2 separate regions of the Mus musculus genome follow, and region 1 is linked to region 2. A link is a contact called in public Hi-C data. All regions are on one chromosome and are shown on one strand. Each heading gives the region's core, a stretch centred on a gene start, on an enhancer-like site or on the middle of the called end of the contact. The rest is flanking DNA. Distances are from core to core; before and after follow the strand shown. Region 1 overlaps Gm41162 (a long non-coding RNA gene). Region 2 has its middle 110 kb from the start of Gm33472.

The links. A called contact is a pair of places that touch in the nucleus more often than the background predicts.
Region 1: a Hi-C map of cerebellum shows a contact between it and region 2, with 1.7 times the contacts expected there. The contact joins two enhancer-like sites. A contact is called at or near these places in 9 of 484 Hi-C or Micro-C datasets (CD8 T cells, adipose-derived mesenchymal stem cells, cerebellum and 5 more) and 1 of 115 datasets of contacts at active chromatin or transcription factors (embryonic fibroblasts).

Annotation. Positions count from the first base shown.
Region 1 is chr14:59,060,958-59,066,543 of GRCm38.p6, reverse strand. All of the region lies in intron 1 of Gm41162 (a long non-coding RNA gene), which reads right to left. Among named protein-coding and RNA genes, the nearest start is that of Gm41162, 18 kb to the right of the region's middle. Within about 2 kb of position 3,138, at least 2 of the 459 cell types and tissues checked have an H3K27ac peak or open chromatin away from gene starts, as enhancers often do. A contact at or near this core is called in cerebellum, where this site is marked.
Region 2 is chr14:58,935,654-58,941,085 of GRCm38.p6, reverse strand. No RefSeq gene overlaps it. Among named protein-coding and RNA genes, the nearest start is that of Gm33472, 110 kb to the left of the region's middle. Within about 2 kb of position 1,810, at least 6 of the 459 cell types and tissues checked have an H3K27ac peak or open chromatin away from gene starts, as enhancers often do. A contact at or near this core is called in cerebellum, where this site is marked.

The DNA.
Region 1 (5,586 bases), core at 1,889-4,388, 120 kb before region 2:
ATGCACAGGACAGATTCGAGGGAGGAGAGCTCCTACATCCGGTGCTCACTTACTCCTGTTAATATTTTTCATCACTGTGGTGTCTCTGAGCTGCTGAACCAATACTCATGCATTGACATTAACTAAAGGCCACAGCTTTCTAGATTTCCTTGTTTGTAGCAAATGCTTTCTCTGTACAGAATGGGGCCCCAGTTAGGTCCATCAGTGGTCACACTCTCCACTCAGCGTGGCGATTCCCAGACTCAGATGCAGAAAGGCTGTTGTCTCTTTGTTGTTTAGGATGGTTACTGCAGAGTTTTGTTTGAAGAAGTAGAGAATCTTTGGGAGACAGAGATGGAAAGAGGAGAGCAATTACCTTTCCATCATCCACCCGATCAGGTGGATTTGCTGACCCGTTTTAGGGAAAAACCTTGAAAATCTCCATCAGGATGCAGTTATGAACTTGAGAGTATACTAGGTGAAGAATTTCCAGTGTCCAGGAGAGTGTCACCTCCCACCTCTCACTCTATCTGCCTCTCTGTTATGGCCACAAAGACAGTGACCTTTAGTGACCTTTAGCCACTTACACATTGATGTATTTCCTAGGCAGGGCCTTCTATGTCATTTTTCTGTGTTATAAGATAAAAGGGAACAATTTGGGGCTATTCTCTATTTAAACAGAGTGGTCTTAGATGTAAGATAAACAAGTATGCGTAGTGAACATTTGTTTAAGTGCCTGGAGCAGTTCTGAACCATCCAAATTGATATTTCTTTTCCCTCTTAAGTAGACACTGTCAGAGAGATGGTAGTCACAGAAAGGCTTATTCAATTTATCTTTACATTTGCACCATTAATTTGAAATGACCTAAAAAAACCTGTTTCATATTTAATGTTATTTTTCAACTAGTAAAATGTGATAATGAAAAATGTAATGTCAAATATTCAGGACATGCAATTTTCTAACATGGAGGTGAATTAAACACCAAGAACTAGGCAATTTCTTATTTTTATTTAAAATATTGCTTACAATCTTAAGATTGTAAGTCTTAAGTGAACTGGGCTATCTTTTTTTCTACAGATGGTTCGGATTTATAAGCAGTATTGCATAAACAAATAAAATAATGTACAAATATCTAAACAGTTCCCTAATCTTATTCAGAAACTAATTCTCTATACACTTCTATCTTCAGGCCACACGATAGGATGGCCTCTGGGGTATTGAGCCTTGCTGTGTATGAAGGATGAGTTCCTAATCACCCACGGATACTGAAAGCACAGTTGCTCCAGCTCCTTTTATAAAGCCGTGCAGTATTTTCACATAACCTCAGTATATCTTCTTGTATATTTACTCTTCCATGGAGGGAGGCTTGCAAGGCTCACCAGGAAGTTCAGAAAGTTGTGAGACCCACAGGACCTTTCCTCAAGGTTACACAAGCAGCAACAGTTGCTGAAGAGAAGGCTCTTTCTCCAGGGAGCTGACTGAAGGTTGAGTAGAGAGCTCCAGAAATACAGCTTTCAGGAGTGGTCACTCATGCTGACTTGGGCTTTTTAATAGTACTTTGAAGTATCCAGACTCCTGTGTGTAACCCCAGGAAACCCACTGACTTACTATGCTAGGTTTGGATAACATCATTTCTTTGGGTGAAAGTTTTTTCAGCTTGTGATCTGTGCTTTGTCTGGAGGGACCAGACATTTGTCTCCCAAGAAAAATCACACCACATCACTCATACAATGTTATGGCTGTGTAAGTAGTCATTGTAGTATCTCAGGAACAATGACAAGAAGGAGATATGCACATAGTTGTCCAGCTACAGCTCTCTTAGAATATTTTTGATATGCAGTTAGATCTACAAATGTCAATTTGTACAGATTTCAGAGGACCAACGGGATGGGGTGTGTGGGTCATCCTCATTCATTTATTCCTTGATGATTCTGTAATGGTCTTTCTCTTTAGGGGTGTTGTGCTTGGTTTTGGTGATGTGATTTTTGAGTGTGCTGTGCACATCGTATGATAAGTGACTGGAGCCATGTAACATTCAGAGTTATAAGTGTATGGGTGAGATAAAATGACTTTATGTTTAACTTAGCTAATCAGTTTAATTAATTGTAATTGTTTTACAATTAGGAAGATTCCTGTCATGTAAGTGAAAATATATATTAGAGAGAGGCAGAAGCTTGAAGGTGTACTTCAATCTTTTCCAGTGAGCTCCTTTTCATTTCCTTAGGCTTTTACTGATTTCATATCTGATTATTCAATCTATTACTGTACTTGTATATTTGAAAGGAAAAACAGTCACTCTGGTATGTAGTCCAAAACTCAGGAGGCTGAGGCTGAGGCAGGAGGACTCCAGTTGTAGACCAAGCTGGGTTGCATATTGAGATTTCCAAACAAAAATTCTTACAAATAAACAGATGCCCTTGTGAAGTCTCTGGTGATGAACCGGAAGGAGCATGTCTCGAACTGCTGAGCATGGAGAAGCCATGTTCAGTTAAGCTGTATATAAGCTGTCACTTTGAGTTTATTTATTTATTTATTTATTTTTATGAGACAAATCCAGACAAACCAGTTTTAAAATTGTTGACAGCAGCAGGCAATACACACATGGTACTTGGATATATTTATAATGGCTTAAAAGTCTTTAAACAATACAATTAATTTTTTCCTGAAATTTAAATTAAAATTTAATCATAACCTACCACATCACTCTTACACATATTTGTAAGTTTTGAGGATTAATGTAGTCTAACTCTAAACACGGTTTCAATCTGGAAAATGTCTGTTTCAAGATCCACTGGGTCATCTTCCTCCTTCTTTGTTCCATGTACATGTATACGCACATGGATGTGCACACTAGTACATACCTGCATGAATGTTTTATCAAGATCTGTGTACATGCCAAGCAAGAGCCAAAGGACACTGCATCATGGGATGTGTGACTTTCTGTCCTTGGTGTCACCTTTCCTCTAAGTTGAGGTTCTAGAGCTTACACTCTTGATTAGGTAGCCCTGGATGTTCTTACAACACAAAGGCTCCTCACTTATCACTATGGTAGCCCCCTATCTCTTTTCTATATCAATAGGAGCCCTGATACAGGAGATGGACACAGTCAGACTTCCCTGGCCTCAGGCCCTGACAGCAGTCACTGGAACTGGTCCAGTTCATCCTACACAGGTGCTGCCTCTTCTCATCTCCCCTCAGCTCCATTTCTCTTTCCGCCTCAGTAGCTCCTTGAGAATCCTTTGGCTTTTCCCTTTGGAATTCAAAGCTCAAAGCTCCAATCTAATCCTGACATCTGCCTTCTGTGTATACAAAAGGAAGGAAACGCCACCAGGCGCTGACATTCTGGTTTCCCACTTTGATCCCGTGTCTTGCAAAATCTGCAGGTTTGTGTACTGCAGAAAATTTAAACCACAGGGTTTACAATGTATCATGTCAAGTCCATTGTGCCTGGGTGAAATACTCTGTCATACCGTTAGAGAAGGTGTTCATATGTAATGAGCACATTGCATCTCATTGTTCATTAGAAGTCTTTTAGGCACACTTGACACAGAAAGGTGGAAAGTATCTGGGTTGAAGCCCTTGAGTGATGGAATAGGAAGACAATTAACCTGACCACATCCAAGTGTCTGAAAAGAAAAATGAGAAGATGCTTCTGGGCCATTGTTCTGGAAATTGTTTTAAGCATGGTTCTTTGTCCTTCATATGAATCAAGGAACAGTTTCTCCACAGGGCTCATGTGTTGAGAGAATAAATTTGCATTTGCTGAAGGGTATAAGGGCCATTGTCTCCTGTTGGAACTTCTGTCCCATGTGGTCATCTTTTCTGATCCTCTTCTAATAACCCACATGAACTAAAAGTCACATTTCACGAAGTATGCTTTTTATGCCCATCTAATTTAACATCTTACATTAAAGGCAGAGAAAACCAGATGTTTCTGTCAAGTGTCCTTTTGCAGTGATCCTCATACACTACAGAACTCACCTGAGATGAAGATAAGAGCACAGCCTGGGCTTGTTTGAAGAAATGTAATCTAACCATATAGTCTGCAATGGTCCACATGTAGAAGTCTACTGACTTAATCTTCATCATGTGCATGCTCCATGCTTCAGGCTACAGCCCAGACCATAGAGTCCTCCATGCAGGCTTCAGGCTGCAGCCCAGACCATAGACGTCCTCCATGCAGGCTTCAGGCTGCAGCCCAGACCAAGGACATGCTCCATGCAGACTTGGAATGCATGTTCTTGCTCTTCAAATAAAATACAAAGCTTAGTGCTACCAAGTGATCGTCTCTCACAGGCCTATGAGGGAACAATGGTTCCAGGCTCTATATTTTGTCCTTTGGGTGAATAATTTACTCAAAGTCTCAAGTATATGATGTCACCTTTAGTTCTATGCTGTAATCCCTCATGCTTGGTTTACTGAGTCAAAGGCCTCACAAATTGGCTCTCAAATCTACTCTCTAGTTCTTGGTGCTGTGCACCCACAGACAAAGGAGAAATCTAAAATCTCTTAGGAGAATTACATCTTAGGATCCTGTGGAATTAGATGGAAGCCAGTACAGGCACGTCTGTGTTTCCTTTCATGTCAGCAATGTACACAGAGCCATGAACAAGCACATACAAACTCCCACTCCCACACAGACAGCACCACGCACAAGCACATGCAAGCGCACAGTCCTACACTACAAGGGCTGCCTTTAGGAGGTACGGCCATGACCCCATAAGCAGGCCTGGTGACTTCTTTCTGGAATCGGGGTTCAAGCAAACATTTTAGTTGGGATGGCCTTAAGGTCTCGAAACCAATTGGTTCTGTGAAGGAGCCAGAACATAGCCATGAAGAGCATGAAAAGAATGTGCTGACTCTGAAGTCTTGCAAAAGACTTCAAAAGCCCACCATGTGCAATACACAAAGTCTGGGTCTGGACTATTCCCGAGGGGCAAATCAATATGAAATTAAAAAAAATAGCTTTTCTGTTTTGTTACTATTTTCGTTATCTTTTTGTTATGCTTTGACTAGCTCAGGTTGTTTGAACACTTGCTCCCCTATTGGCGGCACTGTCTTGGAAGGTTCTAGAACTTCTAAGAGGTGAGACCTAACTGGAAGAATGGGTCACTGGGGTTCATATCCCGCCCCCTACCCCCCCCCCCCCCACCACCGAGGAGAGCAAGCAGCTGCCATGTGCTCTTCCCACACAGAGCTGTGGTTCCCTTTGCTTCCAAAGCATGAAAAGTAGACACCTCTTACTTTTCTAGATAGCCAGCCAGTTAGACTTCGTTCTACATTCTTTACTCATCTAAACATAGCACGGTCCTGATGTATTATTATTGCTCCTGTTTTACTGAGCTGAGAACAAATGTAGTAATGTCTGCTGTGAACAATTAACTTGTTCCTGTGTGAATGCTACTGAGCTTTTGTGGCGTTTTGTTATTTAATGCAAAGTTCATTTTTATTTTAAAAGTGAGTTTTAAGTCTCACCCAAGCGTTAAACCTGAATTTTGAGTGAAAGGGCCAGGAGGCAGTAAAAGAACTGTGAACACAAGACATCCATCAGACCTGACATAAAGAAGGCAGACTCTAAAAATTAGAGAAGAGGCAATGGAGCTCTT
Region 2 (5,432 bases), core at 561-3,060:
ACACTGATTTCTATAGTGGCTGATTTTGTTCACAGTTTTACAGCCATGTATAAGGGTTCATTTTTCTTGTATCTTCAACAGCAATTATTGTTTGGTCTTTTAATGAGAGCTCTTCTAATAGCAGTAAGATGGAATTCCCACATAATTTTGATTATATTTTTTTCTGATGGCTGAGGGTGCCAGTTCTCAAATGTATAAGTATGCTCATTGTTATTATGGGGCATATTGGTATAGTCAGATTTAAAAATGCTGAGTTGTCTGTCCCTTAGTTTTCTATTGGGCATAAGGCAGGTAAAGTTTGAATGTCATAACTGGACTAGTCTTTGTCTCTTTGCCTTTTATCTTTCAACTGCCTTTACCATTGTGAATAAAAGCACAAGAAAGTTTGGTGTTTGTTGCAGACTTACCACTGGGTGTCTGTGCTCTGTGCTAAGAGCTATGTGAAGACAATATGTCTTTAGAGACCAGCAGTTTACACCTCAGATTGAGTATCATGTCAGGAAGTGTTCAAAATCATCACTTGAGGGTTCTGCATTGCCTTGTCATCCGTTGTCATCTATATATCCATTGTCATTCCCACAGAGTCATATTTTCAAACACAGTGTTTCTTAGCCATCTAAAAGGTAAGATGACACTAAGAATGGCTAACGCTTCCTCTTCAAAATACAGGTCAAGTAGCCTTGATTTAAGAGTTGTGAATGTTTGCATCTTTTTAGCATGGTACTTTGGGAATGAGCCAAAATCTAAACCTGAAGCTCATTTATGTTTGATGCGCAGCTTAGACACATCTGATAACCATGAGATGACCATGCTGGTTACTTTCATTAACTTGACATAAACTAGAGTCACATGGGACTAAGAAACCTTAACTGAGGAAATGCCTCCATTCGATTGACTTGTGGGCACGCCTTTGAGGTTATTTCTTGATTATTGATTGATACAGGAAGGCTCAGATCACTGTGAGCAGTGTCACCCCTGGACAGATGTTTGTGGGTTGTATAAGAAAGCAAAATGAAGAAGCCAGGAGGAGCAAGCCACAAAATGGGATTCCATCATTATTTCTGGTTCAGTTCTTGCTTGGGCTCCTGCTCTGGCTTCCCTTAGTGATGGACTGTTACCAGGAAACAGAAAATAAAATAAACCTTTTCCTCCTCAGATAGTTATGATTATGATGATTATCACAGCAACAGAAAGTAGACTAGAATAGTTCTCTTATTTGGTAAATTCACCACTTGTATTACAGGGGGACCTTTCAAGGATGTCAGGTGGGGGATTTCACAAGTGTAGCTTTTTTTTTTTCTTTCTGCATTTAAAAAGATTCAGAATTGAGAAAAAATTTGGATGGTAGATTTCCAGATTACAGATATCCAACCTATATTGGCAGAATTCTGAAATAGAGACAAACATTTGGAGTTGAAAAACAGAAATCTACTCCCAAGAGGAAAGCAGGATTCCTCCTTTTAAATTCAGGTAGTAGAGTTGTATATTGTGTGCTCTCTTCCTTCTTGCCTTGACTCTGAATAGCATAGTGATAGCTGTCAAGGAGTTGGCAAAGAGGTCACTAGTAACAATCGTCTTCAAAACATGTTGCTTCATAAAAATGTAGGTCCTTGGCCTCCGTGACATAGAAATCTCCTGCAAAGATAAAAAACAAAACACTCAAATGCTGCAACTCTCTGAGCTTGGCAGGTGCCACTGGCTAGCTGGTAACCACCAAGGCTGGAGGAAGCCTGTCTCACTGACTGGGCTTTCTCTCCACTGACCTCATGCCTGTGCACAGTCCTTTGAACAGATTGTGTCAGCCTGGTGCCAGGTAACTGCCTTTCAATTTCTGTTCCTGCAGATCCCTTACTTCCTGCAGGAATGTGGGCTGTGCACACCCTTGCTTTGAAGCTCAGATACATAACACCAACCTGGGAAGTTGGGAAACCTTCCAGGGTGGTTTGTGTCACCACTGAGTAGATTATAAGCTAGATCAGGCTTCAGGCTGCCCTAGTAAAGAACTGTTTTTTGTGAAGTCTGAAACAGCCCTGCTGACTACCGTATAACGTAGTACAGGTGTGTGTGGGATGTATTATTGATTTGTTAGAATGTGAGGGGCTCCTTGTGTTTGGTTGGGAGTCTAGACAAGGTTATCAGTGTGCTATTTCCTGGCTCTGTCTTGCTCTGCTCCTGTGAAAATGAAAAGTCCAATTTCTTGGGAAAACGTTGATTGATATGCAAATGGACGCAATAGCAGGGGGGAGCCATTCACTGAATCCACCTCAGCTTGAGCCAGGTTTTGGCTCATCTCCAAAGGCAAAGGATTAGCAAAGACCGCTGCTAGGGTGCCATAGAATTACCGAAATCCAGGAGGGTACACTTGCTGAGGTCAGGAGGTGGCTTATGGAAGCAAAGGGTGACAGTGGCCAAACTCCCCAAATCAAGCTCGTTCCCAGCTCCCAGGGAATGGGCACTGAGCAGCTCTTGTCTGATTCAGAGCTCAGACCCTACATTGGGGGTGGTCAGGATGTGTTCATCCAGGCAACAAGATCATAGTTGAGGTCAAAAGATTTGCTTCAGTAGCTGATCCGCCAAGTCCATCCCGAGAGCAGTGCTGAGAGACAGGTCCTCCAGCTTGACAGAGAAGAGAACATCCATGAACGGGTAGAGGTTGGGAGCACACTATCATGGTCCATCCTCCAGGGGAGGGGATCCTGAGGACCAGATCTTCTCAGATCTGTGTTTGCACTGCCTGCACTGATTTTGGCAACACGTTTTATCTGCCTCCAACTCTAAAATTTCTGGACCTGTCTTGGCTTCTCAGGAAGTTGAACCCAACAGCTCCCCCTAGAGGAATACTAGCATGGCAACAACATGTCTCTTGAAAAGAGCATGTACCTTTCATAGTAGTGTTGCCTTACTGTTTAAAATTCAAGGATGGTAGGGAAGTTTCTGCACAGCAGTGTTGCAAAAAACCCAAGAAGGCTTCTCAAATTCTGCTGGTGCTATTCACTTGAGCTTCAGGGAGTGTGACTAAATCCCCGCCCCCACCACTCAAACCCTCTCCAGGCCGAGCACCCCTGGACCATAGCCAGACAGTGCTCCCCCCCAGCATGCACACAGCCAGAGGCAGTCACCTCTAATTACCGGCTTGTATCTGTGAAATGACCCCCATTGTCCGCCTGGTGTGGCTCGGATGGGAAATGACCTTGATACTGGCCCTGTGAGTACGTGGAGTTTCAAGGGTTGCACCCTTCGAATTTTGCTTTCAGTATAAGTAAAGGTATGCCAATACGTTGCAACTCACCAGCTTCCTATTCTCTCAGCAAATGCTGCAAACACGGGACTTTCGGATTTTCGGATGAAGAATATCATCATAGTTTTGAACTACGGCTTTTCTCTTGCCTCCTGCTTGAGGGAGTTATGAACTACGGGAGTTAGTTAATATATCAAAGATGTTTATTGCTTTTCTTCCAAAGGCACACGACACACTGCTTCATAGCTTCTTATGGGAGGATTTTCAGATACAAGCTCCGGGAAGGAGGCCAACCGTGAGCACTTGATTGTCACTGCCCAAACACCAGGGTGCCAAGGGCGCCATTCATCACTGTCATTCTCTCTGGACTTCTGTTTAGCCTTGGTGACCCGTGGGTTAATTAAAGCAGAGCAGCATATCTTTGGCCTTTATAGACACATGAATCAGACGAACCACACACACACTACCATTCAGAACAATCTTAAAATAGGCATGGATATATGGTTTCTATATATTTTGTATATACATATGTGCTTATATGTATGTACAAAACATATTGATATTATGTGTATATATGTATATATATATATCACTCAAGAATGATGAAATTGAGATTTTAAAAATATATTATAAAACTGGTAACTTCATGAGTTGGTTAATTAGTCCCACAGTTGACTGATTATTAGAATCTGAATCAGAATTTGCCTATTTTTTGAAGATAACAAACATTACTTTTATTTCATTTTTTTGTTACTTATTAAGGGATGTTTTGCATTTTTTATTTTAAAATTACCTTATTAATAGTGAGTGAGTGTGTGGTGGTAGGGTTGTCATGTGTACAGATGCAGGGACCAGCATGGTGTGGCATAGGAGGGGAGATCAGAGGCCAACTTTCAGAAGTGGGTTCCCTCCTTCCACCCTGGACTCTTGAAATAAAACTCAGATCATTATGTTTGCAGAGTTGTTACTTTCACTCACAGAGCAATTTTGAAGGCCCTTGCACTCTCTTAAATGTGCACAGTCGTGGCATAAGTGAATCAGGATCCTGCACAAATCTGTAAGAGAAGCTCACCATGATGTGAGCGAGGGCTGAGCACATGATGACTGCACATGAAAACACTGAGGTCTTCTCCTAGACGGTGCAAGGGGGTGCACATGGTTTAAGAAGGTGCACTGTATCTTAGGTGAAGTTTGCCAGTATCTTGGGGGAATCTTTTTGGCCTTCCAGGAGCAACAAAAAGAAACAGTTTTTTGTTTGTTTGTTTGTTTGTTTTTTGTTTTGTCTTTTGTTTTTTATCCAAAGGTTGCAGCTATGGAGTCTTAAGAACATGGGGTCTGATAGAGGCTGGTATCTCCCAGATACTTGTGATCTGACTCTTCCACATTTTGATCTTGACCTATTTCATCAAAATGAATCGCATTGAGCTGGACCAAGCATTTAGTCATGGTACAGAAGTCATTGTTCCATTGTGTTTGTTCAATGATGCCACAGAAAGATGAGAAGGGACAGGAGCCCTTCCCCAGGAATCTGGTTAAAGCCTCTCCCTAGAGGCGAAGCAGGAATTACCACACAATTAATGACTGGTTAAAGTCTTCTTCCTTCCCAGTTATAAACTTAGTTTTCTAGGAGTCTCACCAGAAACAGTACTAAACCTCTCATGCCACAATTCTAGTGGCTTTGGCTTGTACCCTATCAGATTATAATTACACACCAGACATCTCCAGAGCCTCCCTCTAAGCTTGCTTAGCAAAAGAGAGGGAGAAAAAAAAAAAGGAAAATAAAGTTCCTTAGCCATCATTTGAGGTTCGACTTAAGAACTACCCGAAGAGTTTGACTAGTGCCTTACAATTGTGACCTGATCACATGTGGTCTCGCCTTTCGGAGTGCCTCTCTTCCTTCTAACCCTCATGCTTAGTCTCCATTAAGATATATTTATTAACATTTCCAAAAACTGCTTTATACTGGCTGGTCCTAAAATTCTCCTCTACATCAAATCCCAGTTTGACACAAGTTGAAGTCCCGGAAGAGCTTAGGGGAACTCCTGGAGCTGTGTGGAGTGTCTATTACTACTGACAGGTCCTGGTATAATTTCTCCGTCTTCCTGCTTTTTTTTTTTTTTTTTGTACACTCCAGACCCCATTTGCTACTACCATGCATGTGTCCTTCCTGTGACAGCCTAACTGATTGCTGTAG